3 separate regions of the Cricetulus griseus genome follow, and all the other regions are linked to region 3. Evidence: chromatin contacts called from public Hi-C data. All regions are on one chromosome and are shown on one strand. Each heading gives the region's core, a stretch centred on a gene start, on an enhancer-like site or on the middle of the called end of the contact. The rest is flanking DNA. Distances are from core to core; before and after follow the strand shown. Region 1 holds the start of Kif13a (kinesin-like protein KIF13A). Region 2 holds the start of Nhlrc1 (E3 ubiquitin-protein ligase NHLRC1). Region 3 overlaps Kif13a (kinesin-like protein KIF13A).

Region 1 (2,700 bases), core at 154-2,653, 140 kb before region 3:
TGAATCCTGCTGCAGAAATAGCCCAGGAATCTAGCCAAGAGCCTACAAAACTGCCATACGCGGGAGAATGAGTGTGTGTGTGTGGGGGGGGGGGCACGCGCCCAGAGCTGAATGGAGGGACAGAGTAGGCTTGTGGCACCAGGAATGGAGGAGGCAAACTGTAGTAAGAACCTCCTAGATGACCTGAGTTAGTTGGTCCTGAAACAAGGTGGGGGTGGCGAAGGAACAAAAGCGAAGCAGTGCTTAGAGTCAGTCTTCCTGGGAGCTAGAGGCGTGATTCAATGGTAAAGCGGTAGACCGCATAAGCAAGTCAGTGGCATCTCAGGGCCCCAATTGGTGACAAACTGAATCCCTCCTATTTACACCACCTGCCACACGTGGTTTACCATAATAAGTATCTCTCTGCCCTCAGTGTGGCCTCTGGAGAACAGGGCGAACAAAGCTGTTCAAGCTTGTGTGGTCTCCAGCACCGCACACAGTACGCGCTCAATGAAACTCCCCAGTTCGAGAATGATTGCATTTGGACATTCACGCAAAAATCGAGATTCTTCGGAGCCAAGCGCTTGCTTTTAGCTGGAGCACGTTTCAAAAGGCCTGGCACAAAGTAAGCGCCGCCCTCAAGCACTTGTTGAACCAAACAGAGTAAATCTGCTTCCCTCAGTTCCGCCCAGGCAGGGAGGTCTGGCTTTGGCCAAAGCACCGACCGCGTTGCGGTTACTTTCTTACGTAAGAGTTGGTGAAGCCTCCGCGCCCTTCAGACCCCTCCCATTACAAGGGCGCAAGGGAAAGAAAATGAGCGCAATATTTACAAACACAGGGTTTTGGTGGTCCACTTCAACTTCATCCCTAATCTCCGTTCACCACAAAGATTTTAAAATACCGCTGCAAAGCTCGGTGTGGGGCGCCGAGGGGTGGCGCGCTGTGGGTTTCTGGGGAGGCGTATGGATGGTGTGGATTAGGCCTGCGCACCGGGCACCCGCTCCAAGCCCCTCATACAGCCCCCAGGGCCTTTGCTGTGAGGGTGACAGCGGCCCCTGAAGGTGACTCGAGCTCCAGGCCGTGTCCGTGAGGTCTACGTAGGCTCTGGAGCAGGGAAAGCAAACGGTCCCCTTATCCAGGCCTAACTGCCCGGAGCCCAAGGCCGATCGCCTTTGCAAAGCTCCCCTTCCCGGGTCCCTGCTGCCCGGAGCCCAGAGCCGATCGCCTTTGTAAAACGCCTTTCCCCGGGTCCCAGATACCGGGAGCCCAGGGCCGATCGCCTTTGCAGGGCTTCCCTTCCCGGGTCCCAGCTGCCCGGGGCCCAGGGCCGATCGCCTTTGCAGAGCGCCTCTTCCCGGGTTCCCACCGTCCGGAGCCCAGGGCCGATCGCCTTTGTAAAACGCCCGTTCCCTGCTCTCAGCTCGCGTTTGCAGTGGCCTTACACCCCGGGCGCGGCCACCGGAGCGGAAGATGGCGACGCTGCCCGGCTCCCAGCGGCCGCGAGGGGCCGCGGTGCTGCGCTCACGGCCCGGCCCGAGCGGCTAGAGCGGCGCCTGGGCCCGCGGCCTCCTCCCGCCGCCGCGCCCCGCCCCGCGCCGCCCTCCCGGTCCGGCCGTGCCCCGCGTCGCGCTCCCCCGGGATGGCCCGCGCGCCTCGGCGCTGCGTCTCGGAGCTCTCGGCGGAGCGGCGGCGGCCGCGCTCGGGGGGCGCGCGGCTGCGGCTGCGGCGGCGGCGGCGGCGCGGCGCTTGAAGGGGCCGCGTCGAGCGGAGCAGGGCGCCGCCAACATGTCGGATACGAAGGTAAAAGTTGCCGTCCGCGTCCGGCCCATGAACCGAAGAGGTGAGCCGCTTTCCCCAGCTCCTTTTGCGTTTCTGCTCCGACCGAGGATTGGGAGAGGGGCGGCGAGGGAGGGCAACTTTGCAAACTGCTGGGCGCCTGGGGTCGGGGACACCCGGGTGGCCCCGGGTGGAGGCGGCGCCCAGGCTCCGGCCGCGGCCACTGTGTGCCCGGGGCGCCGTCTCCTTGCTTGCCGGGACTGAGCCACGCGCGCCGGCTGCGGCCGCAGATGCTCCACTTTGCAACGTCTCCCTACCCTGTGCTTTCAGAGCTGGAACTGAACACCAAGTGCGTGGTGGAGATGGAAGGGAACCAGACGGTCCTGCACCCTCCTCCTTCCAATACCAAGCAGGGAGAAAGGTAAATCCCACCCCGCCGGCTCCTGCCAAGTTTGAGCCAGGAAAACCCGAGTGCGCCTTCCCATTGTTAGCAAGGGTGGCTTCAAGTTGTCCCACGCTCATATGAGAAGCGGTTGCAAGTGCAGGGTCTCTGTGTAACCCCTCTTCTTGTCCCCTCGCATCCAGAGCGGTGTCCCCCAGGCAAGGAACCCTGGCCAGAGTCAGCACTCCTGGCTTGAGACTCCCAGAACATGAAGGGACCAAATGGAGCCCTGGAGATGTGTAGCTCAGGCCACATTTTACTGATAGGAAAACCTGTGTCTGAAGCGTGCAAATGACCAACCCAAGGCCTTATTGATGGAGTCCAGCGCCCGCGATTCTTACGCTGGCTCATTTGCCCCCTTTAGCAGAATTGCTTAGGGATGTTGTATGTGAAATGGGGCAGGGAGCCGATAAAGCAAATGCCCTGGTACTAGGCTAGGTCTTTTAAAGTAATTTTGGGTTATTGGAAGTGGTGAGTTGAGATGATGTCTGAAAGTAATGCGG
Region 2 (2,783 bases), core at 146-2,645, 220 kb before region 3:
GCAGGGATAATAAACTAAATACAGAGATCTGAACATCATAATGGATCCTGAAGATTATAGTGACCATAACTTTAAGGTTGTTCCAAGATATGTCGATCGTCTTTACTTTCAAGTTTTCCATTTTTAAATATTTCTTATAATCATTTATATGCATGTATGTTTGTGCAAGCACATGGAGACCAGAAGGGGACACTGGAATTCCTGGAGCTGGAGTTACAGGTGGCTGTGAACCACCCAATGTGGGTGCTGGGAACTGAACTCATGTCCTCTAGAAGAGCAGCAAGTTTTCTTTACCACAGAGCCATCTCTTCAGTCCCTTTACTTTCCATCTTACCTGAGTCTGGAAGACACTGAAGGAATCACTGGCCTAAACTTACCTATACACTCACAATCCCCTTCACAGCTCTCTGCAACCCAGCCCTCACCCGGGACCATTAGGCCTTTGGCAAGGAGACTCAACCATTTGTCATATAGAACCATATATTTGATGATCAGTGCCAGATAGTGAGAGGTCCTGTAGTCAAACTGCCTGGCTTCCAATCATTGCCAAGCCTGTTCTTCATCCAAGCCACTCCCATTGCCCACGAGGCTTGAATAAAACAATGCATGAAACCACTTCAAAGAATACAGCTATTAACTAACAGTTTTGTTGTTGTTGTTGCTTGTTTGTTTGCTTGAGACAGGTTCTCACTACAAAGCTCTGTCTGGCCTGGAACTCACTATATAGACCACCATCCGAGGCAACTAACAGCTTTTAAATATTCCTTCCAAACAAACCCATTTCACTTGTATTCTTTTGTTTGTTTTGGGTTTTTGTTTGTTTGTTTGTTTGTTTTGGGTTTTTTGGCGGGGTTATGGGAGGATTGAGACACTGTATGTAGCCTAGGCTGGCCTCTAACCACTAGTTTCTGCCTCCACAGTGCTGAGATTTCAGCTACCATACCCAGAGGCGCTGCGAGTGTTAGTTGTCTACCTTCTCACAAGTGTGATAAAACACACCAAAGAAGTTTGCACACCTGACTCACCCACTTGAAGTTATCTTCCTTCATGCATCACTCTCCTTAGTCGACCCATACTAGGGGCCTGTCTTATTCCTGCCCAGCCCTGGCAACCAGCACCCAGCGTAGCTGATTGGCAGCTCTGCTGGGTATCAGCATTGGGAGCGTAGGTTCTGGTGCTCGCCCTGCCACTTACAGGCTCACAGGGAGTGACGTGTCGTGATGATTCCAGGTCTGCGCACGGCGCATGCGAACGACTGCGGCGTGTGCCCGCCAGGGAGCAGCAGCGCTACGCGGGCCAGGCGCTGAGCCCCGCGTCAGAGCGGATGCCCCGCCCCGTGACCGTGACCGTGCCCGAGGGCTGCGCGAGGGCTGCGGCGCGGCGCTGCAGGAGCGATGGGGGAGGAAGCGGCGGGGGTGCGGCCCGAGCTGGTGCGCGAGGCGGAGGTCAGCCTGCTGGAGTGCAAGGTGTGCTTCGAGAGGTTCGGCCACCGGCAGCAGCGGCGCCCGCGCAACCTGCCCTGTGGCCACGTGGTCTGCTTGGCCTGCGTGGCCGCCCTCGCGCACCCGCGATCGCTGGCCCTCGAATGTCCCTTCTGCCGGCGGGCCTGCCGAGCCTGTGACACCAGCGACTGCCTGCCGGTGTTGCACCTTCTGGAGCTCCTGGGCTCCACTCTTCACGCGTCCCAGGCTGCCCTCAGCGCTGCCGCCTGCGCGCCCGGGGTGCTCACCTGTCAGCACGCCTTCGGCGGGTGGGGGACCCTGGTGAACCCCACGGGGCTTGCACTGTGCCCCAAGACCGGACGGGTGGTGGTCGTGCACGACGGTAAGAGGCGGGTCAAGATCTTTGACTCCGGAGGAGGAGGTGCACACCAGTTTGGAGAGAAGGGAGACGCAGCGCATGACGTGAAGTACCCACTGGATGTCGCCGTCACCAACGACTGCCACGTGGTTGTCACCGACGCTGGCGACCGCTCCCTCAAAGTGTTTGATTTCTTCGGCCAAATCAAGCTGGTTGTGGGAAAACAGTTTTCCCTGCCTTGGGGTGTGGAGATCACCCCTCAGAATCTGGCCCTGGTGACCGACGCAGAGGCAGGGACCTTGCACCTGCTGGAAGTAGATTTCCCCGAAGGGGTCCTTCGGAGGATCGAGAGGTTGCAAGCTCAGCTTTGCAATCCCCGTGGGGTGGCTGTGTCTTGGCTCACCGGGGCCATCGCGATCCTAGAACACCCCTGGCCCTTGGGGACAGCAGGTGACAACACAAGGGTGAAGGTGTTCAACTCCACCATGCAGCTGATTGGCCAGGTGGATAGCTTCGGGCTGAACCTCCTCTTTCCTTCTAAAATAACTATCTCAGCTGTAGCCTTCGATCACCAGGGAAATGTGATTGTAGCAGACACCTCTGGGCCAGCCATCATTTGCTTGGGGAAACCCGAGGAGTTTCCAGCCCTGAAGCCCATGGTCACTCATGGTCTTTCTCGTCCTGTGGCCCTGGTCTTCACCAAGGAGAATTCTCTTCTTGTGCTGGACACTGCATCCCACACTATAAAAATCTTTAAAGTGATGGAGGGTAACGGAGGGTGATGGGATCTGAGGCCTGGTGTCATCAGGAGTGAATTGCACCCTGGATGAGTCACCATCACTCATTCGCCCAGGCAGGAATAATGGTAACTGCTTGACAGAAGTGTTGGGTGTGAGGCAGTTATAAAGGACTACTCATTAGACTTGTCATTTAGTGGATGCCTAGTCCCAATGTTAAGGAATTTGCAGATCTTAGTTCATTTG
Region 3 (2,713 bases), core at 2-2,501:
TCGGGGCTGTGGGGCTGAAGGGAGGGAGGACATACCTGGAAAAGGGAGACTGTGGGCCCACTTCTGGTTTGGCCATTGGTGTTTCATTTCAGAGATATGTCCTAAGAATGTCACAGTAATGTCAGCTACCATAGACCATCCCCATCCCCAGATCCCTAATCCTTTACCCTTCAGTAGAAATAGTGGCAAAGGAGAAGACTTAGATTGGTGGGCCTTGAGATAGCAGTTTGAATGGTTCTTTAGCAACAACAATCTGAATATGCAGACAGAAGGTAGGGATTTTTTTTTTCTTTTATGTTTTGGTGCTTGAAGCTAGACCTTTCCCCCATGTTAACCATGTCCACTGCCCCTGAGAACACCCCTTGCCCCAACTGTAGATGGGTGGCTTGGCAGCAGCAAAGCAGTAGAGAAAAGTAAGGAGCGTTTGGAAGCTTGTGAGCAAACTGGTTGTGTCTGGAAGTGACTTATAGAGGGATGGAAAGAATTCAGTCTAAAAGCATCAGATTGGGCATGAGAGCGGCAACAAACAGGGTGTGAGGGACGACAACCAGGGCATGTGTATGATGACAACCTGGACATGTAAAGATGACAACCAGACATATGAGAGATGACAACCAGGAATGCTTGGGTTTTGTCCCTACTAGACTTGAACAGGGGGACTGTACCAGGAGTGGCCTGAGGAAGGCAGGTGTTTATAAGGACAATCATATAGCAACTAGGCCTTAATAACACATGGATGGATGGATGGATGGATGGATGGATGGATATGGATGATGGATGGATGGATGGATGGATGGATGGATGGAGGAGTGGAAGGAGGAGGGGAACAAAAGATTGTGGCAGCCCTGGCTGTCCTGGAACAGACTGTTGTAGACCAGGCTGGCCTTGGACTTACAGAGATCTGCTGTACGAGTCCTAGGATTAAAGTCATGCACTACCATGTGCGGTGCCTGGGTGTTTTTGTTGGCTTGTTTGTTTGTTTGTCATCAACTCTCAACCCCTCAATTTTGTTGCCAGCAGTGGTCCCCGATGTCCTCCTGTCTGCAGACAGGAGAGAAAGCTTCCTAAAAGGATTTTGTTGTTGCTGCGGGTATTTGTCATCATTTTCTGGCAGGAACAGAACCCTGGCTTACTTGCACCTGCGTGTGCTTTCTTTTCTTCACCACCACAGGGATGAACTGTTTAGGCAAAGCCTAGCCAAGCTTCGAGAGCAGCTGGTGAAAGCAAACACTCTGGTGAGGGAAGCCAACTTCCTAGCCGAGGAAATGAGCAAGCTCACTGACTACCAAGTGACTCTTCAGATCCCTGCAGCCAACCTTAGTGCCAACAGGAAGGTAGGCATGGCCCTGGGGGATGGGCGAGCAGGATGTAGGCTAGGAAATACTGCAGACTGGAGTCCAGAGCTTGTCTTTGAGCAGGTCCTAAGGGGAGCCGGTGTTGGCTCTCTCTAGAAGCCTTCAAGGTGGTCTATACCCCCTGGGTAAGCATGCTGGGTAAGGAGGGCCCTTAGAGAAAATGGAAGCAGAAGGCGGGGTGATAATTATGCCTGCTTTTCTTTGTGCAAATGCCCCTTCTGCGGTGGGTATATGTGTATGCTTAGTTGTACTGCCTTTCTATGAGCGAAATCTCTAGAAGGAGAAACAGTTTTGAAACCTGCTATTACGCATATGGAACTCCTTGCAGCTATCTGAAGACTCCTATCATTTCAACTTAAAGAAATTTTGCTGTAAGAGAGAAACCCAGAAGAAAATAAATTCTCATCCATTTGTTTTTTTCTACCCAGCCAACTAGCTAGAAAGGAAGTTGAGTGTGCTGAGTGGAGAAAGAGAGAGAGAGCTCAGTTAACCATTTGCTGCTCTTCCAGAAGACCCAGGTTTTGTTCCTAGCACACACATGGTGGCTCACAATTATCTGTAACCTATAACTCTAGTTCCAGGGCATCCCAGATCCCCTTCTGCCTCTGGAGACACCAGGCACACATGTGGTGCACATACATACGTGGAGGCAAGACACACATATACATAAAATGAGAATGCTTTTTTGGAAATTTAAGAAAGCGAATTAGGGAGCATCTTTTAGAAGTTCCAAATCCACAGACATAGGCATGTGCATACCTTCAGGCTGTGTGCAAGGATTCTGTGATAGTCCCTTTATTCTTTAAGATTGATTGATTGATTGATTGATTGATTGATTGAGAGGCAGGGTCTCACAATCCCATGCTGGCCTCAAACTTACTTTGTAGCTAAGGATGACCTGCACCTCTGATCCTTCCATTTTTACATCCCAAATGATGACATTCCAGGCATGCACTATCACATCTGTTTTAGGTAGTGCTGGGAGTATAACTGAGGGCTTTGCGTATGCTAGGCAAGCACTCTGCTAACTCAACCACCTCCCCAGCCCTCACAGTGGCCTTTATGTAACAAAACTTGAAGTACCCTTACCATCGAATAATGATTAGTCAGAATGTGATAAATCTATACAATGAATTCCTATGCTACTATTATAAAAACCACGCTTATGAAGAGTAATCAATGAAAGGCTGTAGACGGAGTTTCTGTCCTGCCTGGTTAGTCCCAAACAAATACACAGATGCTTCTATTAATTATAAACTGTTTGGCTGATGGCCCAAGCTTCTTTTGGCTAGCTCTCTCTGATTTATTAGCCCATTTCTGTTAAACTATGTATTGCCACGAGGCTGTGGCTTACCCAT

Evidence for each region. A called contact is a pair of places that touch in the nucleus more often than the background predicts.
Region 1: a contact with region 3 is called in a Hi-C map of liver, with 3 times the contacts expected there. The contact joins the promoter of Kif13a here to the enhancer-like site in region 3. A contact is called at or near these places in 2 of 8 Hi-C or Micro-C datasets (fibroblasts and liver).
Region 2: a contact with region 3 is called in a Hi-C map of the CHO-K1 cell line, with 6 times the contacts expected there. The contact joins the promoter of Nhlrc1 here to the enhancer-like site in region 3. A contact is called at or near these places in 6 of 8 Hi-C or Micro-C datasets (the CHK-Q cell line, the CHL-YN cell line, the CHO-K1 cell line and 2 more).

The regions. Positions count from the first base shown.
Region 1 is chr3:266,640,413-266,643,112 of CriGri-PICRH-1.0, reverse strand. It overlaps Kif13a (kinesin-like protein KIF13A), which reads left to right and starts at 1,403. Exons shown (of 37, transcript XM_035442953.1): 1 at 1,403-1,819; 2 at 2,086-2,176.
Region 2 is chr3:266,725,518-266,728,300 of CriGri-PICRH-1.0, reverse strand. It overlaps Nhlrc1 (E3 ubiquitin-protein ligase NHLRC1), which reads left to right and starts at 1,395. Exons shown (of 1, transcript XM_027409995.2): 1 at 1,395-2,783. The coding sequence starts at 1,395. The coding sequence ends at 2,582.
Region 3 is chr3:266,501,214-266,503,926 of CriGri-PICRH-1.0, reverse strand. Kif13a (kinesin-like protein KIF13A) reads left to right here. Exons shown (of 37, transcript XM_035442953.1): 17 at 1,172-1,334. Among named protein-coding and RNA genes, the nearest start is that of Nup153, 72 kb to the right of the region's middle. Within about 2 kb of position 1,251, at least 1 of the 6 cell types and tissues checked has open chromatin away from gene starts, as enhancers often do.